6 separate regions of the Mus musculus genome follow, and regions 1, 2, 3, 4 and 6 are each linked to region 5. Evidence: chromatin contacts called from public Hi-C and HiChIP or PLAC-seq data. All regions are on one chromosome and are shown on one strand. Each heading gives the region's core, a stretch centred on a gene start, on an enhancer-like site or on the middle of the called end of the contact. The rest is flanking DNA. Distances are from core to core; before and after follow the strand shown.

The links. A called contact is a pair of places that touch in the nucleus more often than the background predicts. HiChIP or PLAC-seq counts read pairs in DNA pulled down with a chosen protein or histone mark.
Region 1: an H3K4me3 HiChIP or PLAC-seq map of craniofacial prominence shows a contact between it and region 5, with 3 times the contacts expected there. The contact joins the enhancer-like site here to the promoter of Slit2 in region 5. A contact is called at or near these places in 3 of 39 promoter capture datasets (the 3T3-L1 cell line and 3T3-L1-derived adipocytes), 1 of 484 Hi-C or Micro-C datasets (nephron progenitors), 2 of 115 datasets of contacts at active chromatin or transcription factors (craniofacial prominence and embryonic stem cells) and 3 of 9 other capture datasets (adipose tissue, liver and pancreatic islet).
Region 2: a Hi-C map of the N1E-115 cell line shows a contact between it and region 5, with 6 times the contacts expected there. The contact joins the enhancer-like site here to the promoter of Slit2 in region 5. A contact is called at or near these places in 7 of 39 promoter capture datasets (the 3T3-L1 cell line, cranial neural crest, embryonic stem cells and 2 more), 14 of 484 Hi-C or Micro-C datasets (the C2C12 cell line, the N1E-115 cell line, adipose-derived mesenchymal stem cells and 5 more), 8 of 115 datasets of contacts at active chromatin or transcription factors (astrocytes, embryonic hindbrain, embryonic stem cells and 3 more) and 1 of 9 other capture datasets (adipose tissue).
Region 3: a contact with region 5 is called in an HNF4G HiChIP or PLAC-seq map of pancreatic cancer cells. The contact joins the enhancer-like site here to the promoter of Slit2 in region 5. A contact is called at or near these places in 9 of 39 promoter capture datasets (the 3T3-L1 cell line, 3T3-L1-derived adipocytes, the SN4741 cell line and 5 more), 4 of 484 Hi-C or Micro-C datasets (adipose-derived mesenchymal stem cells, embryonic fibroblasts, nephron progenitors and 1 more), 8 of 115 datasets of contacts at active chromatin or transcription factors (the NIH/3T3 cell line, craniofacial prominence, embryonic forebrain and 4 more) and 4 of 9 other capture datasets (adipose tissue, embryonic stem cells, liver and 1 more).
Region 4: a contact with region 5 is called in an H3K27ac HiChIP or PLAC-seq map of the NIH/3T3 cell line, with 8 times the contacts expected there. The contact joins the enhancer-like site here to the promoter of Slit2 in region 5. A contact is called at or near these places in 6 of 39 promoter capture datasets (the 3T3-L1 cell line, 3T3-L1-derived adipocytes, frontonasal cranial neural crest and 2 more), 4 of 484 Hi-C or Micro-C datasets (cerebral cortex, cortical neurons and embryonic fibroblasts), 3 of 115 datasets of contacts at active chromatin or transcription factors (the NIH/3T3 cell line, forebrain and neural tube) and 1 of 9 other capture datasets (adipose tissue).
Region 6: a contact with region 5 is called in an H3K4me3 HiChIP or PLAC-seq map of neural tube, with 3 times the contacts expected there. The contact joins the promoter of Pacrgl here to the promoter of Slit2 in region 5. A contact is called at or near these places in 3 of 39 promoter capture datasets (cranial neural crest, embryonic stem cells and liver), 2 of 484 Hi-C or Micro-C datasets (both in embryonic stem cells), 1 of 115 datasets of contacts at active chromatin or transcription factors (neural tube) and 1 of 9 other capture datasets (adipose tissue).

Annotation. Positions count from the first base shown.
Region 1 is chr5:47,686,194-47,690,793 of GRCm38.p6, forward strand. No RefSeq gene overlaps it. Among named protein-coding and RNA genes, the nearest start is that of Slit2, 290 kb to the right of the region's middle. Within about 2 kb of position 1,373, at least 10 of the 459 cell types and tissues checked have an H3K27ac peak or open chromatin away from gene starts, as enhancers often do. A contact at or near this core is called in craniofacial prominence, where this site is marked.
Region 2 is chr5:48,343,298-48,347,741 of GRCm38.p6, forward strand. No RefSeq gene overlaps it. Among named protein-coding and RNA genes, the nearest start is that of Pacrgl, 27 kb to the right of the region's middle. Within about 2 kb of position 2,289, at least 19 of the 459 cell types and tissues checked have an H3K27ac peak or open chromatin away from gene starts, as enhancers often do. A contact at or near this core is called in the N1E-115 cell line and hippocampal neurons, where this site is marked.
Region 3 is chr5:47,469,260-47,473,875 of GRCm38.p6, forward strand. No RefSeq gene overlaps it. Among named protein-coding and RNA genes, the nearest start is that of Slit2, 510 kb to the right of the region's middle. Within about 2 kb of position 2,967, at least 43 of the 459 cell types and tissues checked have an H3K27ac peak or open chromatin away from gene starts, as enhancers often do. A contact at or near this core is called in the NIH/3T3 cell line, the SN4741 cell line, adipose-derived mesenchymal stem cells and 3 more, where this site is marked.
Region 4 is chr5:47,519,707-47,524,351 of GRCm38.p6, forward strand. No RefSeq gene overlaps it. Among named protein-coding and RNA genes, the nearest start is that of Slit2, 460 kb to the right of the region's middle. Within about 2 kb of position 2,660, at least 16 of the 459 cell types and tissues checked have an H3K27ac peak or open chromatin away from gene starts, as enhancers often do. A contact at or near this core is called in the NIH/3T3 cell line, cortical neurons and hippocampal neurons, where this site is marked.
Region 5 is chr5:47,981,697-47,985,743 of GRCm38.p6, forward strand. Slit2 (slit guidance ligand 2) reads left to right here and starts at 1,459. Exons shown (of 36, transcript NM_178804.5): 1 at 1,459-3,522. The coding sequence starts at 3,344.
Region 6 is chr5:48,370,086-48,374,635 of GRCm38.p6, forward strand. Pacrgl (PARK2 co-regulated-like) reads left to right here and starts at 2,307. Exons shown (of 9, transcript NM_025755.3): 1 at 2,307-2,410; 2 at 4,095-4,162; 3 at 4,299-4,453. The coding sequence starts at 4,111.

The DNA of each region.
Region 1 (4,600 bases), core at 123-2,622, 300 kb before region 5:
CGCAGAAGAGCAGTAAAAGAACAACCGGGGCAAGGAGAGCCCTGTCTAGATGATGAGGAAAACAAATGATGATTTTTTTTTCTGGTTCCATATAGATCCAGCTGGACACAGAATAACCCAAAAGTGAAGCAGGAAAATCAGTTTGCAGGTATTTACCTGCTATTCTCTTGTTCCCAGGAGAGGAAGAGAAGAGAAGAGAAGAGAAGAGGAGAGGAGAGGAGAGGAGAGGAGAGGAGAGGAGAGGAGAGGAGAGGAGAGGAGAGGAGAGGAGAGGAGAGGAGAGGAGAGGAGAGGAGAGGGAGAGAAGAGGAGGGGAGGGGAGGGAAGGGGAAGGGGAAGGAAGAAGGGGAAGGGGAAGGGGAAGGAAGAAGGGGAAGGGGAGGGGGATGGGGAGGGGGAATGGGAAGGGAGGGGAGAGGAGGGGAGGGGAAGGGGAAGGGGAGGGGAGGGGAGAGGAGGGGAGAGGACATAAGAAGGAAGAGAAGGGGAAAGGAAGGGAGGGAAGGGAAGGGAGGGTGGACAGGGATGTCACTTAAGCAGCTTGTTTGAATCACACTCCACAGCAGGTCCCAAGGCTGATGGATAATTACAGGAAATAGCTGCAAAATGGTTCTCATTTACAAATGAGAAAGTTCTGCATCTCCTCCAGGCCACATCAGACAGACACTAGCCTTAGCCCAACCACACAGCCTTTGCTTATTCATTTTCAACTATGCTGATAACCTTGCTTCCTCCCTCAAGCCACTACCTTCCCCCAGTCCCAGGGTGCTGTCCTATGCTTCATTCTGACTTCACATGGTTCCCCAGCTTGTGGTCTTGGTTCTTTTCAGTTTCCCTTTCCCTACTCCACTACTTGCTTTCTCTCCCCCTGGAGCTATGGGACTTCTTAAATTTCTTATGCTACAAATTCAGCTATAGAAGAACTGACTGTGTGTGTACTTTTCTGTGTCTAATTGAGGGCTGGGCACAAAACAGACAATTAACAAATATTTTTTCAATGCATGAATGAAATTCTCATTCGGCTTTAATTATTGAGTAGCTTGCTTGAAGGCGTGTGCTCTCTTTCTTTTCTTGTTCTATTTAACATGAGAAATTATACTCAAAATTTCCCAGGCCTTTTGTCCTCACAATCCCTCTAAGCAGTTCTCTGGAATGTGTTAAGCAAGGATTTTTTGCCAGGCCATTTCCCCCAAGTCTTGGTGTGGGCAGTCACAAACTGCAAAGCAGAAAGAGTAGCATCTTACAGCCAGTTCCATCTACCTCGGTGCTAGAATTTCTCTAGACTTATTAACCAGGCTCTGCTGAGAATGTGGTACTCTTAAAAACCTTTGAAGACACAGCCTTTCCCTTGTTACTTTACTCTAGAGACTGAGGTGACTCACATGGAAAACTACTGGTGCTGCTAAAAAGCTGGGAAATTGCTGAGACTACTGTTGTGACTAGACGACCTAGAAGTCTTAGGAAACCTCCAAGGTGGAGAAGAGTAATATCTTGCCCTATTGTGTTGTGTTGTGTTGTCCTCCATCTGTAAAGTATTAATAACCCCAGACTTGTATTCATATAAGATCATGTCAAGATTCATATATCTGCATATAAATATGAACACATATAGTCATGCTCACAATCACAAAATATGTAGAAATATTCAACCATTCATAAAGTGTACTAATTTGGAACCATACTATGAGAAGGATAGAAAAATATTATGATGGGCAGATTGCCATTCAAACAACTAGGATTGTGCTAGCAACTCAGTGAGTGTAGCCAAAGCAAAATAAGTCCTGATAGAAATTTTACCATTTATCACTGGCAAAAATTAAATAAATAAATAAAATGTCCAAGTCATAAATGTCACTTAAATTTTGACTCTTATGCCTACAATTATACAAATATGAAATATATACACACACACAAACACACACACATACATATACACACACACACACACACACACACACACACATATATATATATATACATATATATGTATATATATATATATGTATATATATATATATATATATATATATATATATATATATATATATACATATATTCCCATTGGAAAATCTTACCCATTTCTAAAAGAGGTTCTTAATGGCAACCTGCCTGTTTCACTCAGCATTGTGTGAGGTGTACTTACTGTATTCTGATAGCCAGTGAGATGAAACCATCTTCTGGTTTTATTCACAGAGTGAATTGACTTCCAAAGATCAGGTCTTTACTTATGATTATGCTAGTTGGGTGGTGAACAAGAATACCCTATCAAAGCAAAATGGAGCTTGAAATCTGATTCAGTCTCTCCCCATCAGACATTATGCAGCAGGGAACAAATATAAGGTGTGCATTATTTTAACTTACCCTCAACCCTTTTAATAATTTGCTTGCAAATATAGAACAAAAATTCAGCATAGAAAGAGGAATAAGCTTGAGATGTTCCATAACAGATGCCTTCTTCTTTAATCCATTTCTGTCAGGTATTATAACAGCGTGAGAAAAATTAAGAGGGGGGGGGAGAAATATCAATGATAGCCACAAATGACCACGATGAAAATTGGAATACAATTTTTCTGGAAGGCTATAATTTTACTAGGACTTAGGTTTTGAGGTTGTTACTGGAGACAATTGATTGAATTGGGTGAGTCCAGGTTCTTGGGCTCATATTCAAAAAATTGGGAAAATACACACTGAAAAAAAAAGCACAAAGAAGTTTTATTACAAACAAAGTAAACTTACAAGTATCAGACACACTGCTAAAATGGAAAGGAGGACATGGAATTAGATAGTATTCAAAGATCCTATTGCCCTGTGTATTTGCTTACATGGGACCCAAAAGAAGGAAGAGGTGGATGCAAAGGACACCAATTGGGTCATTGTCTACTTTGACTCACAAACTTGCATTTTGTGAGATTTATTTTTGTATTGTGCATGATCTGTCCCATGTTGCATTTGGTTTTCTTAATATGTATCCCAATCATACATATTCATAAGATGACAAGTGATACTCCCTTAACGCTTACTCAAAGCACACAGATTTGTCCTAATGTGTGTGCATCTAGCACCAGTCTACGGGAGATAGGGATCATACCGTCCAGTTCTAGACATGCCTGGGAACAAGTTTGAATACACATGGGGCATTCTAGGGAAGCTGTTAGGGGAACAACGTATTTCCATTGTTTGAAGTGGGCTGAATCTACAGGATGATACAGGTGCCAACAGGCTTTGAGGTGCATTGTTATGAAAAGGGTGTGTTTGTTGCTCAAGAAAATGTGAGTGCCAGGTTGTCATACCATTCTTATACCCACATGCTCCAACATGCAAAATGATGGTGGAAGAAAAAATATTCACAGAAGACTGAGTACTGGGAATAATCATCGACCTGGGAAGAGTAACCAAAAAGACTTCACAGCATCTGTCAGGAACACTGGAGGGAGGCTCATGAAAAGTCACGACCATGGATGAAGAGAAGCCTATGGTAAATGCCTAATAAATACATATTAAATCAATTTTGACAATGATCTAAGAAAAATTATATTCTTAGTTATACTCTCAGAGATTTGGGTAAAACTATGTTGGGTCCTTGGAAACGTAATTTATAAAATACCCAAAAGCAACTGATCTGGAGCACAGATTATAATATCTGGAAATCCTCATTTATTGCTGGGGAAAATCCAACCACTAAGTATCAAAACAAAAGAAGATGGATGGATAGAGGAGTGCTGGAATGTGAGGATTGAATAAAGAAGTATTTGGGAGAAGGGGTTGATGGAGGAAGTATGGGGAGAGAGATTCAAAATAAGAGGCATTTTGAGGGCATAGTATGGAAACCTAATATAGTAAAAAACTTCATGAAATATACACAGATATAAAGGCCACCTAAACAAACTTACCAAATATAGGGGGTGGCAGATTCCCAATTGGTTATCTTTTGCCACAAAATGAACCTTGCAGTTCTGTAATTGAGTTATAACACTAACAGAGTTGTTGACTAGTGGAGTTCCATGAGATTGACCAAAATGCCCAGGCTTTTGCTAGAACAATAAGTTGTTCTCCACAAACTGACATGAAGGCCCCATTGCTGAAGAAAACACTTGCACAATTTACAGAAAATGGAGAAGTTGAGCTGGTAGGTTGACAGAGCCTTCGGACATATATTCTAGCATCTTTGATACAAGAAGGTACCAAAAGAGAAACATAAACACTGGGTCCATAACAAACCCATTGATCTACAATGGTGCCCTGTCTGAAAGATTAGATGTACAGAGACAAAGTTTGGAGCTGAGACGAAAGGATGGACCATCTAGAGACTGCCATATCCAGGGATCCACCCCATAATCAGCTTCCAAACGCTGACACCATTGCATACACTAGCAAGATTTTATCGAAAGGACCCAGATGTAGCTGTCCTTTGTGAGACTATGCCGGGGCCTAGCAAACACAGAAGTGGATGCTCACAGTCAGCTATTGGATGGATCACAGGGCTCCCAATGGAGGAGCTATAGAAAGTACCCAAGGAGCTAAAGGGATCTGCAACCCTATAGGTGGAACAACATTATGAACTAACCAGTACCCCGGAGCTCTTGACTCTAGCTGCATATGT
Region 2 (4,444 bases), core at 1,039-3,538, 360 kb after region 5:
AAGAATTCAAACTGACAAACTGAGTTGTTTTTTTTTAATTGGATATTTTGTTTGTTTGCATTTCAAATATTATCCCCTTTCCTGGTTTTCCCTCTTCAAACCCCCTACTCCCCCCCACCCCCTTACCCTGCTTCTATGAGGATTCTCCCCCACCCACCTACCCACTCCTACCTCCCCTCCTTAGCATTCCTCTATACTGGGGCAACAAGCTTTCACAAGACCAAGGGTCTCCCCTCCCATTGATGCCAGATTAGGCCCCTTCAGCTCCTTAAGTCCTTCCCCTAACTCCTCCACTGGTGCCCCTATGCTCAGTCCAGTGGTTGGCTGAGAGCATCTGCTTCTATATTGGTCAGGATCTGGCAGAGCCTCTCAGGAGACAGTTGTATCAGGTGTTTTAAATCAAGCACACAAAAGCTGGCGCTCTTCATGAGTTCATGAAGTTCTCAACTTCAGGGGATATCTTGGTCAGGCTGTTCTGAGAATGGCCACTTGGAAAGAGTTGTTCACCCTACAGAAAGGTCCTTTGAAGCGGAAGTAGCCTGTCATTTTCCTTACACCGTCAAAAATACTTAACCTTAAGTATCATTATTCACTTATTTAATCCAAACTCAAGGTTAAACCCTTGAGATGAGAGATGAACAAAACGGGCCTGGAAATTAAGCAAGGATAGCTGTCATCTGACTAAATGGGAGCGTGAGCAACTGTCTCAATATGTGTGTATCTGATTTCCTGGGTGTATAGATGTGTGTGTGTGTATGTTTGTGCCCAACTCACTACAGTTCAACAAATATTTTGTAGATGCTAACTATGTACAAATCTCTGTATCAGATGCTACACGAGCATTGAATGAATTAAGTTCTCTCCCTAAAGAACTCAGAATATTGATTCTTCTATGTGCCATCTGCCACATATCACTATGTTTAAAAGGCTTTACCTTTGATTTATTGAGGGCTTTGGAATCTTATTTTTTTTGTCTGGCTTTTAACAGCTTTAGCCGTGCACCTTTCCCTCACCTCCTGGCTACAGCCCTCAGCTTCATCTTTTCCTGAAGAAAAGAGATTTCCTCCTAGAAGTGGCTCCGAGAAGAGAAGAACTGTCTAAAGAGAGAAATTAACCCTTTCAGACTCCCCAGGTGCCATCGCTAAATGTCCTGTAAAACTCTTTCCTCATTACTACCTGGAGGGAGAATGGTCCTGAAGAGTGGCAGCCATCACACTAAACCTCACGCTGCTCGCTTATTTCCCTCCAGAGTTATCTCCCGGAGGGGATAGCGGGCCATCACTGCAAAGGCAAAGAAGACTGGGAGGTATTGACTTAAAAAGAAGAACAAATCCTGGAGTGGGTAGCTCCTGTGGTCTGTGTTGAGCTCTCTGAGGCTCTAGGTCAAATCCCCTGGATAGGTGAAAGTTGTGAACTGAAGATTCTATTGCTCAAAATGCTCTGAAACACTGGCGTCTCCTAAAGCCTGAACGTGAACTCCCTGGATTATCAGAGCGCAGGGAGGCTTCAAGTGACCCAATAGGGACTGACTGGACCAGGCCATTATGCTCACTCACTCTGATTGTTAATGATTTTTGTAACTTATCTACAAAAGCATAGATGAATCTTATTTTTTTATGCTCTTAAATTTGAATCACTAGTTAGCACTTTTCACTTTGGAAAAATACTTGATTCAATACTAACAAATCCTTCCTTTGTTTGAACAAGTTTTCAATGCCTAAGAACACGTTGCTCAGTACTTGTGGGCTTTAACACTCCTCTCTGTAGGGCTTTAGAAGATAAGGCCTACACTGATTCTTTGGACCAGTTTATATTCTTGTCTGCTGACCCAAGATTCTACCTGATGTGTTTTGATGTCAGAATTCTGCCTCTAAACTTTAAAAAACAATAGCATGCTGCTATTCATAGATCAAGTGATTGCCCGTATTGCTCTAACTTGCAACACTGAAAGACTATGACAAACAGAAACTGAGTGTTCAAGAATCTAATATTTAATGTAGCCCACAGTGCCAACTAGTGATCAAATTCAACTGCTGGGTCTTCAAACAAACGTTCTTAGTGGAACACGCTCTCTTTAACTTCAATTAAAAAAAAGAAAGAAAAAAATCTAAAGCAGAAAGCACTTTTCCTGGAATCTAAGCCCTACTGGTATTCTTGAGCCCAGGTATGATATAAGAACAAGCAGTCTATTATATGAGGTTAAAAGTATCTTTCAAAATGTCTCAGCAGACATTTTATCTCCTACTCATTTGCCTGCCCTCCCTCTTTGGTCAAGATAAACATTCCCAGCTAGTGCCTACTGCATTTAGCCTTACCACATTTTCCTATGTGTTTCTGTGCTGATCCTATTTCCTGCTTTTAAACTGTACAAATATATAACAATAAAGACGATCATTTTGCTAGCAATTGAATTACAAAATGTGTTCTGTTCCCCGCTAATGAAACCTCTATCTTGTTCAAAATCTCCAGCAAATAGCTTTTATATTTTTCTTTTCTGCAATTTGCCAGCTGACAATGGAAACCAGTTAAAGCAGGAATGCTGCAGGCAGAAGTATGAGAACTAGTTATTTAGTGCCATCTAGTGGCCATTAGAAAATTTGACTAAGGGTTTGAATCATCCCTTTCCTTTTTGACCAAAAGGAGAAATACAAGTCTCTGTGTGTTTTATCTACCCAGTTTTGAAGTCTTAATTCTTGAAAAAAATCTCAAACAAAATAATAAAATGTGAGTAAATCAATTATAATTAAATTTATTTCAAGTGTCCTATTCAGTCATGTCTCAATCATGTCAAGTGAAATCCACATAGAACAAAGGGATAAAAACAAGAATTGCTTTCTTTACAAAGTGCTGGGCTATCATTTTAGTGAAGACAATAAGGTTGTAACTAACTTTATTCACTGTAGGTAGCAAATGTATGCATAACACTGATGGAGCAAACTTCATCATTTTCCTTCATTCTGTCTTCTTTAAATGGCTTAACTTATACCTAGCACTGGGCTCTTTAGATTCTCATAAGGGTCAAAGATTAAAGTCTGTTCCTGCCTCCAAGTAGGAATTAATGTTGCAGATAGTCTGGCATTAAAAGTGGATTGTGGGGTGGTGAGTGGGGAAATGGTTCAGTGGTTAAGAGCTCTGGCTGTTCTTCCGGAGGACCCAGGTTCAAATTGCAGCACCCACATGACAGCTCACAACTGTCTGCAACTCTAGTTTTGGGGGATCAGACACCCTCACTTATGCAGGAAAAGTACCCATCAATGCAAATAAAATATTCTTAATTACTTAAAAACTGTAAAAGAATGGTGGAGGATAGAATCACGGAAGAACTTTTTCATAGGACATTGGTGCTGCCTGCCACAGGCCCCACCATGGGTATTTGTGATGTGTGTGTTTCACAGTTGTGTTTCATCTACTTAGGAAGTTAAGGCATAAGGATCTCTTGAGCCTAGGTCATCAAGGTTAACCTAGGCAATGTAGTTAAGTCTCTTGTCTCAGAAACAGTAAAAAGGGAGGAAGGGATAGAGGGAAGGGGAGTTAAATGAGAGGGAAAGAAGGGGACAGACAGAGAGACAGAGACAGAGAGACAAGACAGAGAGAGAGAGACAGTGACAGAGACAGAAAGACAGAGACAGAAAGACAGAGACAGAAAGACAGAGATAAAGACAGAAGAGAGAGAGAGACAGAGAGAGACAGGGGGGAGAGAGAGAGAGAGCCCAAGGAAGAACTAACAATGCAGAATATGTCTCTGCATTCAGAGTGTGACTCTCAGCTTCAGAAGTTCTTATTGCTCTGTGGAAACTCATTTCTCTCTTCCTTTAAGCACTTCAGCTAATTGTGCAAGTCCCACCCACAATAAGAAGGTCTACATTTCTTTCCTGTACCTATTGATTGTAAACTTCGCTGAAACGTCCTCATAGAAACATCCAGAATAATGCTTGACCAAACATCTGAATGCAGGAAGTTCAATGACTTTGAGCCAGTGAAATGATCATCACATCAAAAAGTTCACAGAAGAAAAGAAGAAGGATTTGGGAAAAGAAAGAAGGAGGTTTGGAAACCTGTTCATCATGCGTTTGTATGATGAATGCATGGCTCTAACCAACAAGTCCAGCGATGGACAGCCTTCAGACATCATTGGGTTGGCTGCATTGTACAGCTGAAGCAATACAGCCCAATGCAGCAGAGCCTGCTTATGCCCTAGGACTCAGCAAAAACAGGCACTTTATCAGCACTTGGGTAAGGGAGCTAGCATCACATATCCCAACCATTAAAAAGGCATTGCCGTAGGTTTTCTATTGCTCGCCCTGTGAGGGCAGAAAGGGTTTGTTTTACTTGCACTTCTACATCACAGTCCATCGCTGGTGGAAGTCGGGACACAAATTTAAGGTCAGGATCTTGAGGTAAGAGCTGATGCAGAGACCAGGGAGAAGTGCTCCTTATTGGTTTG
Region 3 (4,616 bases), core at 1,717-4,216, 510 kb before region 5:
TTAAAGTTTACTTTTGGCACAGAAAAGAAAATAAAAAAAGAGAAAAAATAAAAGAGAAATATACAACAAGAAATAATAAAGGGAGGAAAAAGCAGACTTCCTAGTAAGCTGGGATCTCTTCATCTAACTTCCCAGGCTCTTGTGCCTGTGGTTTAACATACGGCTATGTTGCCCTTGAGGACTGGAGAGATCCTACAGAAAGTACAGATAAACAATAAGAGAGAAAATGACCCTGGGGCAAATTCTCAATCACTCCACCCTAGTTACTAAATTGGCTTGTGGCATTTTGATAGCTCCATGGCTTGTCAAGGCTTCCGTGATGACCTTTATCCAATCACACAGAGGGTGATGCAATCAGGCTTGTGGTTTTAAGGCTTATGCCAGAGCCTCGAGTTGTGTTCCACCCTTCTTCCTTTGGGGGTGTATAAGTCAGTGGCAATCAACAATGGACACAGTATAAACGTGAGCTGTATTTTTCATTCTACAAATTTCTTTAGGCCAAACTATCGTGAGAATGAAAGTATGGAGTATAGAGATTAATTGTGGTATAAATTCAAGGTTCTATGCTTTCAACTGGTCCATATTAAACTCATTTCCAAACATATTCTATTATTCTTATTTGTATTTCAAAATAACCTGTATATTTGATGAGATTGATTCAGAGGACTAAATGCTTAATGCCCTCTGAGACTTCATAAGTTTTTACCAAGAGCCTACTGTATGCTTTGTACTACAAATTTCTTGGAACAAGCAGCTGAGAAGTCGAAAGTCACATCTTTGGGGGCATGTATAAGTCTCAAAAAATGATGTAGTTAAAGTGTCTAGAATCAGATTTGCTTGGTTAAAGTGTTAATTCCACTTTTCATGGGTGACAATCTCTTTGTGACCTCATCTACCTCCTTGTTTATTTTTGTCTGCTTTTCACATTGACATCATGTTAGTTGTGAATCTTTGCGGTGTTTCAGAGTAGAATTTGATAGCACATGTGAAATACTTAGACTTGCACACTACTGACCAGCAGATATAAAAAAGCATTCAAGTGTCAGAACTATCACTTATTCCAGGGAGCACTGTAGTGAGTACTACCGCCTTCATCATGGGATATGACCATTTTGAGTTAAGAAGATCTTTCTCTTGTGCTTTACCCAGTATGATATCTCGTAAAATATATTCTGTCTGCAGAGAGGAAGACATATTGAGGTCTGGATTAAGGAAAGACTGGTGATAGGTTTCAAAACATGTGTCTTGTTTCTTTGTGTTCCAAGGTTATAATACTAGTTTAGACACTAGTTTAGACACTGCAAATTGCAAATTTGAAGAATGAAACATTGTTGCTGATGCCAGAGAATGTTGTCATGCAGGACACTACAACAGGCATCTTTTTATCATTGATTGCTCAGTACTTTCTGCAGCTTAAATAGTCAAATGCTCACAGTCGGGTTCTGGGAGTGAGTTTCATTATTTGAAATATTTACAGAGCTTGGAAAATAAAATGGCTTAACGTCACCCAGGAAAACTTGGAACCAGACGTTAAGTTCTGTAGGGATAGATGTGAGATGAGTGTTTCACTCTGTACAGTCTACCAATCTCCTTGCTTACCAATGCAAAGGAAGTAAGTATTTTTTAATTGCATATACTAAGTACACATATTTGTTGAAATGTTAGATGATGGAAAATATGAGTCACATTCTTTGCATAAACATTATAAAAACGCTTTTCACAAAAAATATGAGACAATGTACTCTGCATGTGTAATATCTTGAAAAAAACATTGAGGACAAAAAGCAAAATATTCCACATTTTGAGGAAGTGGGCTCCAAATTAATGCCAGGTGAGAGGTGGTAACTGGGGAAATGGTATAAGAGCAAGCTCACACCAAAGTGCAATTCATCTTATTCATTGTTCACAAACTGAGAAGCTGGCTGGATAACAGAATTTGATTGTGTAACTGGGTGTTTATGTCAGTTATAGGCAGGAAATACTGGTCAATAATGTGAACATATTCAGATGCTAACTTTAAATAGGAGCTTTGCAACAACTATACCTACACAAATCTACTTGGCATTTTGGAAGGACGCGTGCAGGATGGGGTAGGACATTTAGCCAGCTGATCTGTTAAATGCTTGCCATGTGAGACAGATAAGGAAATCTTTAGTTCCCACTTCTCAGGTCCTGAAGAGCTGTGGATTTAGTCCATTACCTTACTAGAAAAATAAATGTGGCTCTTTTGGATGATGACTTAAGTGTAGTATCTAGAGATGCGTTTTTTCACTTGTTCTCAACGTGCCCTTTTGAATAGGATGATTAAATGTTGACCAGAACAGAAATCATTATGCTTTTTTAATTTTTAAGAATTTATTTATTTTATAACTGTCATTTTAAATTTTAATTAATTTATATTTACACTTCATATTTTATTCCCTCTCCAATTCACCCTCTGTCTGTTCCACATCCCATACCTCACCCCACAACCTCCTGTTTCCACGTGGATGTCCCCACCCCCCACCCCACCTGACCTCTAAACCCCCTAGGGCCTCCAGTCTCTTGAGGGTTAGGTGCATCATCTCTGAATGAACACAAACCTGGAAGACTTCTACTGTATGTATGTTGAAGGCATCATATCAGCTGGTTTATGTTGCCTGAAATCACTATGCTTTATTTTTTTGAACTAGAATCAACTATAGGTAAGAAAATCTTTGAGAAAATGAATAAATGTACTGAAAATTGGAAAAAATGAATAATTTTAAAGATTTGTAGTGCACAACATGTGGAAGAAAACCATGCTATAATGACTATGACCTCCATAATTCTGTTACCAAGCAACATATGTGTGCATTCAGGAGGGCACAAAAGTACTCTAATCTCAGCCACATGTGAGAATTAAACTGCCATCTAATCCAGGACCCTTCTGTGTATGAGCGGTGAGGTCATCCCACTGTTTCCCTGACACTTCATGTACTATGTAATGACATTTGATATTGCTCTGACGTGGCTGCTTTGGAAGCATTAACACATTGCAGGAGAGAGGTTCATTGTGTTTGAGGAGTCGTGCTCAACAAATTCAATACTCAATCTCAATACACCAAGGGAAAAATAGAACAAGATCGGGTAACAGAGAACAGGGGAGTGAGATGATTTTCTTGCAGGCACGAGATCACTTCCACTTTGCTCAAATGAGGAGGGCTTACACACACTCAGTTTTCTGCAATGCTCCAGTAACCTTCAATAGTTCGAGCCCTGGATCAAATGTTATTCTCCTACCACTTCCGACAGAGAAAAGGCACTTTCATCCCTGAGTCACTTCAAGAAATGAATAATATCTAAACAGTGTGGCCTCTTCTAAGTTAGCCTGAGGTTTGGACACACACCAAAGAGGAAGTACAAGAATAAACATAGCCAAGGCAAAGAATTGGATGAGAAATCCTGAGGACTTTTGGAGTAGGGAAAGGAAAAACAATGTGAAACATGAGTATATCCAGAGAATGAGTTCATTTATGTAACCTGCAGTGATTGGCAACCATTGGCTGGCTTTCTTACACAAATCCTCAAATAAGAAGATAGACACACCTCCAAGGGAAGTGGATCCTTACCAGGAAATGTATGTGCAACCTTCTTACAGATCCATGAGTTTTAAACTGGTCATGCTTTTGTGTCCATTAGCACCTGTCTGCCCTCTGTCCATTACCTTTCTTGTTAGAAAACATAAAAGCCATTTAAGACAGGATTTGGTTATGTGAAATTTCTCTACCAGAAGTATCTGGGACATGCATTCTCCCATTTCTTCATATTTTCTCTTTCTTCTTCCTTCCATTCATTCCTCCTTATCTGTCTATAAAAGCAGGGGGGAAAGTAGGTGTTTTACACTCATTTCCCCTGTCATAAGTGGAGCAAGATCTGCTAATGTTCTCTTTCCAAATCTATCTACCTAAAATTGTATGAGCAGCAGACTTGCCCTGCACTGCGACCTTTATTTTGTATCAGAGTATTTTACATACAATAATGATGGATCAGTTCAACTTGCTATAGTCTTGGATATTCAAATTAAAATGTGAAGGCATCCATATTTTAACATATTAATTAACTTGTCTGTGTTGTCTCCACACAATAAGCTAAAGGAGGCAGGATTTTTCCCTCATTCATGGAACTTCCCCACAGCAGTCACTGGATAAGGGTATTTTCAAAGAAGCTAGGAGAGAAAGACAAACACATGAGAATGGAATTTACATGGGAGACGGATCTACATACTCATTGTCAGGACTCCCAAATGAGACTTTGTCCTAACTATGTAAATATATGAAAGTGAAACTTAATAGGCTATTTTATAAAATTCAGTTCCACAAGTTGTCAAAGACCAGTCATGCCTGGAGAAAAGCGAATCTTCCTCTACCCAAATATTTCTTGGAAAAGAGCTCACCACAGATTGTCTATGTCCTTTGTCACAGACATGACTGACTTGTATATCCCCATGGAGGTGGTAAAGAAGGAACCTGGAGGTTTTTGGAGCAAGAGAATGAATTTTGGAGACACAAAGATCTGACCTCAAACATCTTCCATTTAATACCCTGAGAGCAGGTACAGGTTGCTTGTGCCCCCTGAACCAGGTTTTCTTAGCAAAT
Region 4 (4,645 bases), core at 1,410-3,909, 460 kb before region 5:
TCAGCTTCCCTCGTGTGAGTTTTCTTGACTCTGTTCTGAGATTTGTGGACAGGTGATCCAAATTACCTGGCTTGGGCTTGCTGAGTTTCCCCAGACAGAGTTTAGAATGGCTGGTGGCTCTGCAGTGTATGAAACATTCCTTAGCTCCTACATTTAGACCCTATCACTTCCCTTGTATCCATAAGAACACAGATGGTGGGCCTGGCAGCAGTTTTTAGGACTCTCTTCTCTGAAATCTCTATGGGTATGGCTTTTGTAGATTTCTTTTAAGAGTCTTTTAGCCCCAGTTTGGCTTGGATAGAAGGTAATGGCATTGAGGAGTTCAGTCTGATGATAAAGAAAGCTTGCGGTTCTGAGTATAGAATGGGCTTGTTGGACTTTAATCTGATTGTTTCTGGGACTAAAGATGTGGCTGATGGAGCAGTAAAATATTCTTGTTCTCTTACTTCCCCTTTCCCATTTTATAAGTAAAGGAGTTATATTGGATTAGAATCCTTCTTAATGACCTTATTTGCATGGGTCTATCTCTAAACATTCTATCTCAAAAGTTACACAGTGAAAACACATTGAAAGTTACACGAGATGGTCCCAAATTCTCTGTTTTTTAGCTAATCTGTAGTACAAGTTTCTTAGGAAGATACCCAAAAGAAAAGGCAGTTTCTTCATTAGCATCTACTTTTCCTGGAGTGCAGTGTATTAATCTTTTATACAATTGCACTAATCCCATTATGATACTCTCATACTCAAAACTTAATGCAATTTGAATTAATCTGCAATGCCCTGAAGTCCCAATATCAATGCATTCAAATTCAGACTTCAACATATGACTTCTGGTGGAACACAATTTAGCCCATAGTGAGAACATTTCTTGACTTTTCAACATCTTGATTTTGCTTGGAATAGAGATTTGACATGCAGATCTGAAACTGATTAGGACATCTAGTTTTGATTCATAGACTCAGATATACAGAGATAACTTTATCTCCAATAAAAGCACATGGATAGAGGAGGCATGTGATTTTCTATAAGTTTTTTTGATTAATGTATCAAATACATCTATATTTAAGTCTTAGCTTAATGATTTTTGTGTAGGACTTTGTTTTCTGGGGGGGCATATAAGTAATAATTATAAAATAACTAAATAGAAAAATATATAGCAAATGCTTTTAAGCTATGTGTCCCTCCCATACCAGTCATCATGATGCAGCACTTCCAAATGTCTTCAGATCTCTCTAGTCCATTGTTCAGTTCACATGAGAAACTATAGGAAGTGATGAGTCATGCAGCTGGCAATATCTTAAAGGAAACATACTATATATTTTATGTAGACTTCAATAAAAAATACATGTAAGATAAGTTCACCTTTTTATGCATAGCTAAGACCCCGTCTTTGCTTCCTCCTTCATATGTTTCTGTGGGTCTTGTTTAATTCTATCCCTGTAGAATGTTAGACAACAGAAGTTTACATTAAGAAAGAAGCATCTAATCTAGATTTTGCCTTTGTTCTTCCTTCTACACTCTTGTACGTGGATCAAATACCAGTTATTATGTTTGTAAAATATCCTATTTCCATAGCCTCCCTGTAGTGGGATCCACTTTTTTAGGCATTGTTTTATATTACAGTAGAGTACTCAGCAGAATTTGGTCTCTCCGAGTTTATTTGATGCATATTTCCTGAGATGATGCATGGCAATCTTCTTACATCTGATGGGCCTGGCAGAAGACTACCCGGCTCCAATTTCTGAACCTTACCTATAACTGCAATGCAAATAGTCTGTGGTTATAAAGGCCATCTGAAATGTGCGAACACAGACTGGGACAAAGACATAAATTCACATCAACCCCCCACATAGTAAGAGTGAGAGTGAAGCAATAAATCATCCCCACAGAAGGAATTTGGTATCTTGTTAGTCAAATGGATATTTACAACAGCCCTCTAGTTGAAAGTTCAGTTTTGAACATTTGGTTCAAACATCATCTCTTTTCTTCCATTCAGGATCAGGAGAAATAGCATCACTTGAGAGCAAGATTTTTACATTTTAAAAAGTGATTTTGTTGTAGTATTGTTTCAATAATGTACGAGAAAAACAGGAAAAAACAATAGGCACAGAGATGTCCACACAGATAGGCAGACAGACAGGCACAGATATGATAGTAAATAGAGAAAATATGTAGGTATTTTGTTAAAATATCATTATATATTCCTATGATAGTATATTTAGCAATTCCTAAAATACTTGCAAAATTGTTTAATAAACTAAACAAAACATTTATACTACTCATGAGAAAATGAATTAAAAAGAGAACACGTAATATGTTTTGGAAAATAGATGTTCTATCTCCCTATATAATATATTTACAGACATTAAACTGACTGAACATTAAAAGGACATATTGCAGGACAGCAGTGTTTTTATGTGTTTCTGTATTTTGAAATTCGCTGATATGGATATGTAACACATCTTTGATAGAAGTGCAGAGAACATGTGAGAAATATCAGTACCAGGGTTTCAGGGTGCGAAAGTATTATGTATTTCAATTCTAACAATACTTTAAAAAAATCACTGCTTTTCAGTAGCTGTTCTGTTGCCACAGAGATGCCCTGCAGTTGCTGTGGCAACAAATGAATAATAATCCACACTTTTGTAGCACATCGCGGCTCACACATTCCTTTCTCATGCAGCACTTCATCTGTGGTCAACAAAAACTCAGCAAAGGTTCTGAAGTAGGCTGACCCAGTGTCTGTTCCAGTTCAGAGATGACAAGTAGAGATTGAGGATGCTCCCTAAAGGCTTCCAGTTACATCCTCAGTGACTTGAAGTGCTGATAGAAAATGTAAACCCTTCATGACTCCCAGTGCATTTCAAATTATTTTTCACTTCTCTCTTTGTATCTTTCTTTACTCATGTGGTCATATTATTCAAACACTGTCTTTTACAAATCTCAGGACATAATAAGGTAGAGTTGGCTAGTTCCCATCAGAGGGGAGGGACCAAGTGTCTTAAGGAGCTATTTAAGTCTTTGAACATACACTGTATACTGTTTTCACAGAGGCAAGGGGGTGGCAGCTTTGGCAGTTCCCATTAGACATTGTTCTGAATCTAAAGGCTTACGTGTATTCTTATTTCTAAGTGTGTGAAGAATGAAAGCTCCTGCTGAAAGCTAGAGCAACTGCTTCACAGACAGAATCTTTGCTGAAGAAGATCAGTGGATCTACACAGAAACCAGGATTTTTGCTGTCAAATACAGAAGCCACATAGATGATTTGTGAAGGCTCGAATGAAAAATGTCTTCCACAGACCCCTGTGTATAAGTTGTCAAGCTCTAGATGGTAGCTCTGCTTAAGTAGGTTGTAAAATCATTTGCCTATGAAGCGAGGCCTCATTGGCAGACTTAAGGCCCCATGTATAAGGCTTATGATTACTGCTCTTCTGTCTGATGTTTCTGATCCCATTATCATGCAACAGAAACCTGCTGTACAGCTTCATCCTAGGAAGCCACCACTACCATCTCTGACATGTGAAGATGAGCTGGAGTCCTTCAAGTTATAAAGACAGTACAAATTCTTCTCTTTTTAAAGTTCTATTTTGAGAAAAATGCAGAAACAAATGGATTACATATATCTATTTTGACCTTAAATGAACATGAATAAAACTTTCCCATGAGCAACTATCCTCAACAGTACCACATACCTTGTAGATATATTACTGTATAGATAATAGATAAAGAAGAAATAATACTGCCATTGCTGAAAGTCCTAGTGACCAGGGTTAAATTATAACCAATAAAACCTAAGTGTAAAATACAGACAAGAACAGAATAATCTCAGCTCTTTAGGGAATTACCAAATACTCACATGTTTTTTTTAAAATCTAAAAAAGGATTAATGGGGTCATTTCTAAGGATTGTTGTGGAGATGAATGTGTTAAAGTAAACTTAATGAATATGCAAAAAGGAAATGACAGCATTTCCCAATATTCTGTGTAATTACATAGTATAAATTCTCTAGGATCCCATTTGGGCTCATATTTTAGTGTATAGTTTAGTGAGAGATACCAAAAAATAATGGAGGGAGGAAGAGATAGAAGATAGATAGATAGATAGATAGATAGATAGATAGATAGATAGAAGATGAGATATTCAAAACTATAACCAATATAACACTATAAAACTAGGGGTATCTACTAGAATTTTCTTCAAGATGAGATATTCAAAACTATAACCAATATAACACTATAAAACTAGGGATATCTACTAGAATTTTCTTCAAATTCTACTTTCCACTCATTGTAAGATAAAAGGCACCAAGTATATAATCACATGTTTCTAAACTTCATGAGACATAAATCAGTGCTTCTATAAACTTCCGTGCTCTGGCTTCTTGGAAAATAAGACACTGATCATGTATTCACAAATACTCATCTGGTTCTTGCATATTCTTCAGGATCTCATATCAGGATCTACCTCTATTGCCTAGTTAGTTCAACTGTCATGACTTCCTTTTTCATGAATTGATACTGAAGGGGTATAATGTAACATTCTTACTGCTTCACAAATTTCCTGACAGCCCCTTCCTTACAATATCAAATTTGTGATTGGCTTTGACAAAATCTACCCATAAATAATGGACAGCAGCTTCTGGAAC
Region 5 (4,047 bases), core at 209-2,708:
AAATAAATGGCATTCAAATGAATAATACCAAGAGTTCCAATCTACTTTATGAGGGGACAGCCTGTCTTTGACAATATCTTCTGAAGGGCTTTTGGATCTCAGTGGCAGGCAAAATGACCTGAGAAAGATATCCTGAAAAAAAATTTTTTAAATAGGCAAAAATAAAGATGTTGGAGGGATTTCACGGTTCATATTTATGAAATAAAACACTGATCAGGAAACCTATTAAGTTACAGGTAGCTTGTTAAATGCCAAAAAATGCTAAAGAGAACTGGGCCGACTTCGCGGTCAAGGTTTGTCAGATATTTTATACGAATGATACTTTACTGTAAAACTGACTTTATGGTAGGGGCTGGCACAAAGTAGAACGTGACTACAGGCAAAGAAGATGAGGAAATTAAAAGCAAGGGAAGAAGCTGACTCATTTAGTTGTTATTTCAAACCTATAGCGGCGTTGGTGTCTGCTGAGAGATGCTGACTACTGCCAGACATCACACTGAAGAGACAAGAAGGAAGGAGGAAATTCATTTTCAAAACAGTGCAGGGGTGGGGATGGGGATGGGGGTAGGGGTGAGGTGGGGATGGGGGTGGGGTGTCCAGTTAGGCACTGAATTAAGGAAAGCCTTCTAGTATAATGGGCATCGCTAGGATTTACTTCCTCTTCCCTTTGCCAGCTAAGAGAGTAAAACCGTAGGGACCTATCCAAACCCTTGGAGTTGTGTGAGTTTGTATAGTGCCCACGCAACCAAATCCCTCACCATGGCGTTTTTTAAGTAAGTGATTATAAAGAAAGGGTTAACCGAAGACGGTGGCTTAGGGATGGGAAGGCCAGAGAGAAGGTTGAAAACACTACTCCCAACTTGCTACAACTCTAAACTTTGAAGCCACCCAAACAAAATGTGTGTGTGTGGGGGGGGGGGGGGGGATAAAATGCGCGCTCACGGAGGCAGATCTATTTCAGTAGAGTTTTCTTGTTTTGTTTTGTTTTTGTTTTAATTTTAAAATCATAATCTCGCTGTCTCTCTCTTTCTCTCTTTCAGTGTTGCAAGCCCAGAGCGGTCCCCTTTAGGATCGCGACTCAAAAAGCTACAACAGAGGCTCTGCCTTCTCCATTTATTTATGAGCTGTCCTCAAAGCTGCCCCTCTCCTCGTTCTCCCGCTGGGAACCTCGGTTTCTGGGCTCTGGTCAGCTCTGAGGCCAAGGAGTTGTGTGGAGGAGACCCGAGCTCTTCTTTCTGGTGGCCAAGTTTGCTGGATCCTAGGAGTCTGGGCGCGAGCAGGGGCGTACGGGAACGCGCGCCGCTGTCTGCAGCCGGAGCTGCCAGCCTGGGCCTCACCTCTCCCGGGCGAGGTGCAGGCTTTCCGCGCGCGGCCAGGGGGCGGGGCGAGGCTTGCGGGGGCGGAGCCAAGGGCGGGGGCTCCGGCTGCTATATAAAGACCGGCGGCCGCTTTAACTTCGGACTTGGGCTTATTTATTTACGGAGCGCCTGGACGGCGGAGGCTGGAGGAGGCGGCGGCTGTGGCTGCCGCAGACGGTGGTTTAAAAAAAGGAGGAGAAGGAGGCGGCGGCGGCGGCGAGGGATGGGAGCGCCCAGGCTTCAGGGCGCAGGCCGGAGCTGCCGAGCTTTCCTGAGGCTGCGGGAGTACTGAGGAGAAAAAGGGGACGTCCCGGGGGCCCACAGGCGACTCCAGAGGCGCGGACTGGGGTCTTTTTGTTTGGCTGCGCTCAGCGCCCAGCAGCCAGAGCGGACAACTCCAGTTACAACAACAACCCACCTTCCAGCAGCCAGGCGAGACTTAGGCTGCGGAGTCCGTCCTATTGTTTAGACACTTGCCTGGGGCTCTGGAGCGCCAGTCCCTGCTCAGTCTCCGCCTTCCCTCTCTCTCCACTTTCCTCCCGGGAACCGCGAGTGCCGAAAGCCTCCCTGAGAGGGGAAGGGGCTGGAAGCCAAGCGCTGCCTAGTCTGTGGTCGCCGAGTCAGGTGCAACGTCCGGGGCTAAGCGGCATCTCAACGTCTGCGGCTGGACTCCTCCCGTGACAGTGGGTGACCGGATCCAACGCCTGGGGAAACTTCCTGCACTTTGAGGCTGAGGACCCACTTGTAGGGGCTGCCCGAGGGGTGGCTGAGAGGCTGCATACAGCAGGACGTCGCTGTTGGCTGTTGTTTCTTCTACCTGTGCCGTCAGGTGTGTGCTGCGGAGCTGCGGCGTATCCCGGAGACCAGAGTGGCTGACAAGAGCGCGCACACTCTACTGCCATTCGGTTGTCGCCTGGGGTCTGCCAGGGTAGCAGATCCCCATCTTTCTGCCTTCTACCTAGTAGTCATCCATCAGGGCACAGTAGCAGCACTGGCATCGCGGACACCTAGTCTTTGCTTTGCTCTTCTGGGCTCGCCTATCTGCAAATCTTGCCCAAGCTAGAGGACCTTTCCTACTCAACTTGGCTTACTGGATTTTTCCCCACTGCAGGAGTGAGGACTAGTGGATATTCCTGCAAGGCTGCAGCAGTCCGACTGCCCTTTTGTCTCTCTGTGTGACCTCAGGGGCAGGCCCTGGTGCAGAGCGTCGCCAAGGACGCCGGGAGGGAGGCGGGATTGCCAAGATATCCTCCAGTGAAGTGCATGTGTGTGTGCAAGCCATCCTTGGCTGTCGGGAAGTGGAGAAGACGGTTGAGGCTGCTGCTGTGCCGCAGGAGTGGAGAGGCCCCGGGAGCTGAGCCCTGAGCCCCGCATCACCGCCCGGCACCCCCAAGGCTGTCTGAATACCCGGTGCGCCCCCACGCGCGCCATGACCAGTCTCTCCGAGGGCTCTGCTTTGGACCTGCCAGGCCCTTGCGCCTTCTAGCTTCGGGGGAATCCACTTTGATCAGGGCCACCATTACTGTTTAAGTTCCCTCCTCAGCCTTGTACTCTTTCCACTGGAATCGGATTTGCTAGAGGGTTCGTGGGATCAGAAGTCCTCCCTTGTCCTCAAGCAACCAGCCTCTGCATCTTCGCGGACACTGCAAGTAGGAGCTCTTTTACCGCCAAGTTGAAGTCGCGCACTGTCCTCACAGCTGCTCCGGGGTCTACTCCCAGCCTGAGTCGGGCCTATTGATATTCAGAACTTGAAGTTGCCCACGGATCTTCTGCTCTGCTAGAAAGGCTTGAAGAGCAGAGGAAAGACCTGTGCTTCTGTCAGCTCTCCTGCCCCATATCACTGTTCCAGATTACTGTGTGAGCATCTCCCCGGGTGCTGTGGGCTGCAAGCCCAGCGCCAGGCACTGGGCCTCGGACACTGCCCGGTTTTTACACAACCGAAAGCTCAAGAGAAGTCCTTCAAAGCAAGGAGTCTATTAGGGAAGATGAGTGGCATTGGCTGGCAGACACTGTCCCTATCGCTGGGGTTAGTGTTGTCGATCTTGAACAAGGTGGCGCCGCAGGCGTGCCCGGCCCAGTGCTCCTGTTCAGGCAGCACGGTGGACTGTCATGGGCTGGCACTGCGCAGTGTGCCCAGGAATATCCCCCGCAACACCGAGAGACTGTGAGTATGGGTACTTTGCCCTCCCTGATTCTCCTCACTCCCTATTGAGGCAGCACCTCCTCAAGCGTCCAGCCTGGAAAGTCCACGTGCGGTAGAAACCTGTTTCTGGTGCAGCCCTCAGAGGCTCTTCAGCACGCGGATCCAGGGGTTGGGCCCTGTGGAAAGGGCACTAAACTGGGAGGAGCCTTTGCCAAGGAGGGGCGGGTCGCTGGCAGCTATGCATGGTCCCCTTTTCCTGTACCCCTCTCGTCCTTTGTAACTGCTTGTGCACTGTGGACCAGTTCTTTCTGGCTGAGGAGAGAGGCGCCTGGAACTAGAATCCCAGGGTGCCTGGGGCAAGGGAGGTGTGCCCGCGTTTCCCAGACTGCAAAGCCAGGAGTCACCTTGGGCTTGCAAACACTCAAGGGTCATTTCAGGACCTTGTTGCCTCAGACTGGGGCGGGCTGTTTTAAAAAAAAAAAATCTTTCCCGGGGCTTTATGTACCCTTCTAAGTACTGAGGGAGGGGAGATGAAGATTTGGAGTG
Region 6 (4,550 bases), core at 1,057-3,556, 390 kb after region 5:
TGAAGTGATCTGAAGAACATTTTGACATCAGACATGGCGAATCAGAGTTTCACATTTGCCCTGCTGGTTTTCTGTCTTGCTTTGGTCCAGTTTTTCCTCACTATGCTTCATTTCCCCCCCCTTTGTAATTTGATGTATATTCTGTCCCACTGTATGTGATCACATACTTTTTTTTTTTAATTTCGGTTTCATGAGGGATCACAGAGATTGCCTTGAATCTCAGAAGAGACTTTGAACTTTAGCCTTTTAAACAATGTTGAGATGTTATAGACTATGGAGACTTTTGAAGTTGATCTGAGTACATTTTTGGCATTATATGACTACAAGTCTATGGCAGCAAGGGAGTGGAATACTTATTAGAATTTATTAGTTATTTATTAGCATTATCCACTTACAATATCCAAATATTTATTTATATTTTCCAATAGCTAAATTCAAACAAAAGTCAAAAATTAACAGCCAGTTGATAAGATTCATACCAACAAGCTTTCCAAGAGCAAACAGTACTAAAAATGACAGAGTGAGTCTGAAGCAGCAAAAAGAATTACAAAATGAAGTTGAATGAGAATGCCCGAATCACAGGCTCCTTTATTTGAATGTTTAGTAACCAGGGAGTGGAACTCTTCAGTAGTATTAGAAGAATTAGGAGATGTGGCCTTGTTAGAGGAAGTGTATAACTAAGGATTGGACTTTGAGCCTTTTAAAAACCCATACCTGGCCCAATATTTCTTGCTCCAGCCTGTGGATCACGATGAACCACTAAACTATGTTCCAGTGTCTTGCATGCTCGTGTGCTACCTTCAATGATGATAATGGATGATAATGAAACTGTAAGCAAGTCCCCAATTAAATGCTTTTTTTTTTTTTTTGGATAAGAGATGTCTTGGTCATGTTGTCTCTTCACAACAGCAGAACAGTGATCAAGAAAGTAGAAAAATCAATATTTTACTCTCCAATAATTCCCAATCTTTTATTAATATTCTTCACTAAGTAAATCCAAATAAAAGCCAAAAATAAAGAGCAAGTTGATATGGTTCACACCAATGACCCTCAGACAGAGCTAAAAATTTCAGAGTGGGTCTGTGGCAGCAAAAAGAACTTACACTATTCTGTGGTTTCAGATTTTTTTCCATATTGGTAGATACACATGGCACCCCTACCTCATCCCTTTATTTTCTTATATAAAATAAAGTATTCCCTTATATCTAAAATAAGACGAGAAGGGGCTTCTCATACACTCTAGTGTTCTAGAAACACTTGCACCTCACCTCATGTTCCTGGTTATCATCACCCACATGCTTTTGGTCCTAAAATCCACACCTCGGTTTAGACCTCTTTCCAAACCTCTATCTGGTCTATCCAGCTGCCTTCTAGTCAGTCTCACGTGGATTTCCTAGAAGCTCCTCAAACTAGGATGGCCCAGAAAGCACTCATCACTTTTGAATGATGCCCTGACAAGGTTTTTATAAACCAAAAACATAAAGCAGAAAAGTCTTATTTAGAATTAAGGGAGGTTTACATAATTTGTGGTCATTTTTTTAAAATAAAGAACTGGAAAATTTTGTGTATCATACATGGTCTAAGGTCTGAAATAAAACATGAAACTTCTACCCCACACTTGAGGAAATAGCTAAGACTTTAGGCTTAACAAAGAGATTTCTAGAGAAGAGTGAAGTAGAAAGGTCTAAAAGAATTTGATCATTTAACAGATATTACCGAAATTATTGCTGATGGAATTGCAAAGGAACACACCCCCCCCCCCGCCCCAACACCAATTTCTTGAAAGTAATGAAGGACAAAATAATGTTTGTAGCTATAAGATTAGAGTATTGTAAAATTAAAATTATGTTATAATTATATACTATAAAATTAGAGCATTCTGCAGTTGAATGTTAAGAGCATATGAAATGGTAAGGAAAGGAATTAGCCTGACAGGAAGCTAAAAGAAGCCCATGGCTGTCAGGACCTAAGGCAGTCAATCATGTTGGAGGACATTAAATAGTCCTGAGAAGCTATGAGTTAAGCACGTAGACTGGAGAGATGCAGGACCGGAGAACTAGAGCGAATCAGCGTCTTTTCTCCGAAAACTAAAACGTAAACTTCCTTTAAGGTCTTCCCAGGGCTCTGTTGTCACCTGAGAAGGTCCACAGGTGAGCCTTATGGACAGTGACCATTGGAACGCCCCCCAGTTGCCAGGCAACCTCCTGAGCGTCGCTATAGTCTCCCTATAATTGGACTAGCATTAGCGGCGCGCGTATGACGTCACTGTGCGGCGCCGGATGTCTATGCTACTTGAAGTTGGTTTCCTGAATCACCGCTGCCTGCAGCTGTAGCAGAGGGCTTTGGTGCGGAGAGCCGGAGGGGAGCCCCACGAGGGCGGCGGCGAGCGCCGGTGGCGGCGGGAGAGGCGGTAGGAGCGGGCACCAGAGGCCGGAGCCTCGGTGTGGGGCTCTCTCACGCCGGCTTCCGGTGGCTGGAGCCGCCGGAGCTTGTTGCTAAGGTCCCTAGAGCACAGTGGCTCCGGGAACTTGGCTTGAGTTCTCTGTAGCTGGAATCCGCGCGTATCTATCCACCCCCCCCCCCAACCCCCAACGGTGTCTATGCACTTCCTCGTTTTTAGTAATTAATAACACCCTGGAGCTAAATTGAACTTAGGTGCTGCGAAGTGGGTTGATATGGTGATGGGGTGATTGAAAGATGGAAAGCAGATTTTACCTCATGCTAAACAAGAGGATGAGTTTGGCTGTTACAGTTGGAAGCGCCTTTGCAGTTGGGCAACAGCTTCGTTAGCTGAGCGACTTTTAAAAAAACTTTTTGGAACTTTTGGAACTTTCTAGGTTTCTAATTAGAGAATAGAAGAAAGTTGGCGATCAGTGCCCTGATCTTAACACTAGTGGCTACTGAAATTTGGTATGTGTAAAGCAAAGATAGTATGGATTTCCTAGCATATACAGGTGCCGCCAGCCCCTTGTAGGCAGAGACGCCAATGAAAGCTGTGTTGTGTTTGTTGTTTACGCCTCTGACATTGTGACATAATGTAAGCCTTCCACATTAAGTGGGTTTCTGGTTTGTCTATGTGGAACTCTAGGGAAGAAATGAGGGGTGACTTGGTAGCATTTATAGCAGCGTGTTTTTCACCTTTTTATTTCCTTTAGTCACTGCTATACCGAACTACCTACTTCAAGTCATTTAAAGACCAAAGTAGTCTAAGGAGGAAGTAAGCCTTTTCCATAAAATATATGAGGCCATGCTTGTCAGTGATGGAATAATATTCACTCAGGTGGATATTATTGTTTTAAACCAAATATACTTGTGTTGTCTTTTAAAGTAAAGAGTGATATGTTTAGCAGTTAAAGATTATTTTTGCCAGATATGCTGTCACATGCCTTTAAGGGCTCCTGAACTCCAGAGACATAGGCAGGTAGATCGCTCTAAGCTCAAGGCCACTCTGGGCTACATAGCAAATTCTATGTAATGGGACTCTGATTAAAAAGCAAACATTTAGTATTTTGGAAAGATCCTAGAGGCTTGCAGACCAACTGAGTTGAACCCCTAGGCTCAGTGAGATATCCTGGTTCCCAAAATGATTGAGAGCAATAGCAGAAGACAGCCAGTGTCAGCCTCTGGTCTCCATGACTACAGTCACTTGCTGACAGTAATGTTCATGTGTACAGACACATGATGCAAACTACCTCGAATGCTTAATGGAAGCTCTGTTTTCTAGGATGTTTAAAAGCGTTTCAAGTGAAGAGATTCAGTGGCTTTGAAACTGATTTAAAATAGAAAGTAGGGCCAACGAGATGGCTCAGCTGGTAAGGAATCTGATCACACAGCATCGGTTAAGAGCCTAGGTGGTGATTTGCCTGTCATCCCAGCACATGTGAGACACTGACAAGGGGATTCCTGGCACAAGCTGACCGGCCATATTAGCCAATAAGGGGAGCTCTGGGCTCAGTGAGAGATCCTGTCCCAATACATAGGAAGGGAGCTATTGAAAAAGATGGTAACCTTGGGCCTCCACACCCACATCTGTATATAACTGTATTCATTTTTGGAAGATCAACAGATTCTGAAATTGTTTTCTTTAACTGCAGGGGTGAAGGAGAAGCTATGCAGAGATCAGAGTGCTCTGGAGGTGTGCAGTTGAGAAACAGAGCGACAGGTACAGAGGTTTCCTTTTTGCAAAGGGAGACCCCAGGCTTGTTAGTTCACAGTGCAGTCTGTGTTCCGTGTGGATGCAGGATCAGTTTCTGTTGCATTCCCTCTTTTGTACTGATGTTCTGCTAGTTTCGTTTTAGGTAGTAATGATCAACGTACATCCTCAAGCACACAAATGAAACACAGGACTACGGTTCAGCGGAGCAAATCCTCCTCATTAACCAGTTCTCCAGAGGCTGCAAGAAGGGCTCGTCCTCGGCCAAGTGATAAGCTCAACCCTAAAACCATTAACCCTGTGAGTGCAGTTTCCTCAGGCAGTACATTGTCTACTTCTTATAAAAGGACATTATATTTTATACTTTACAGTATATTTTAAATCAGTACATAAAGAA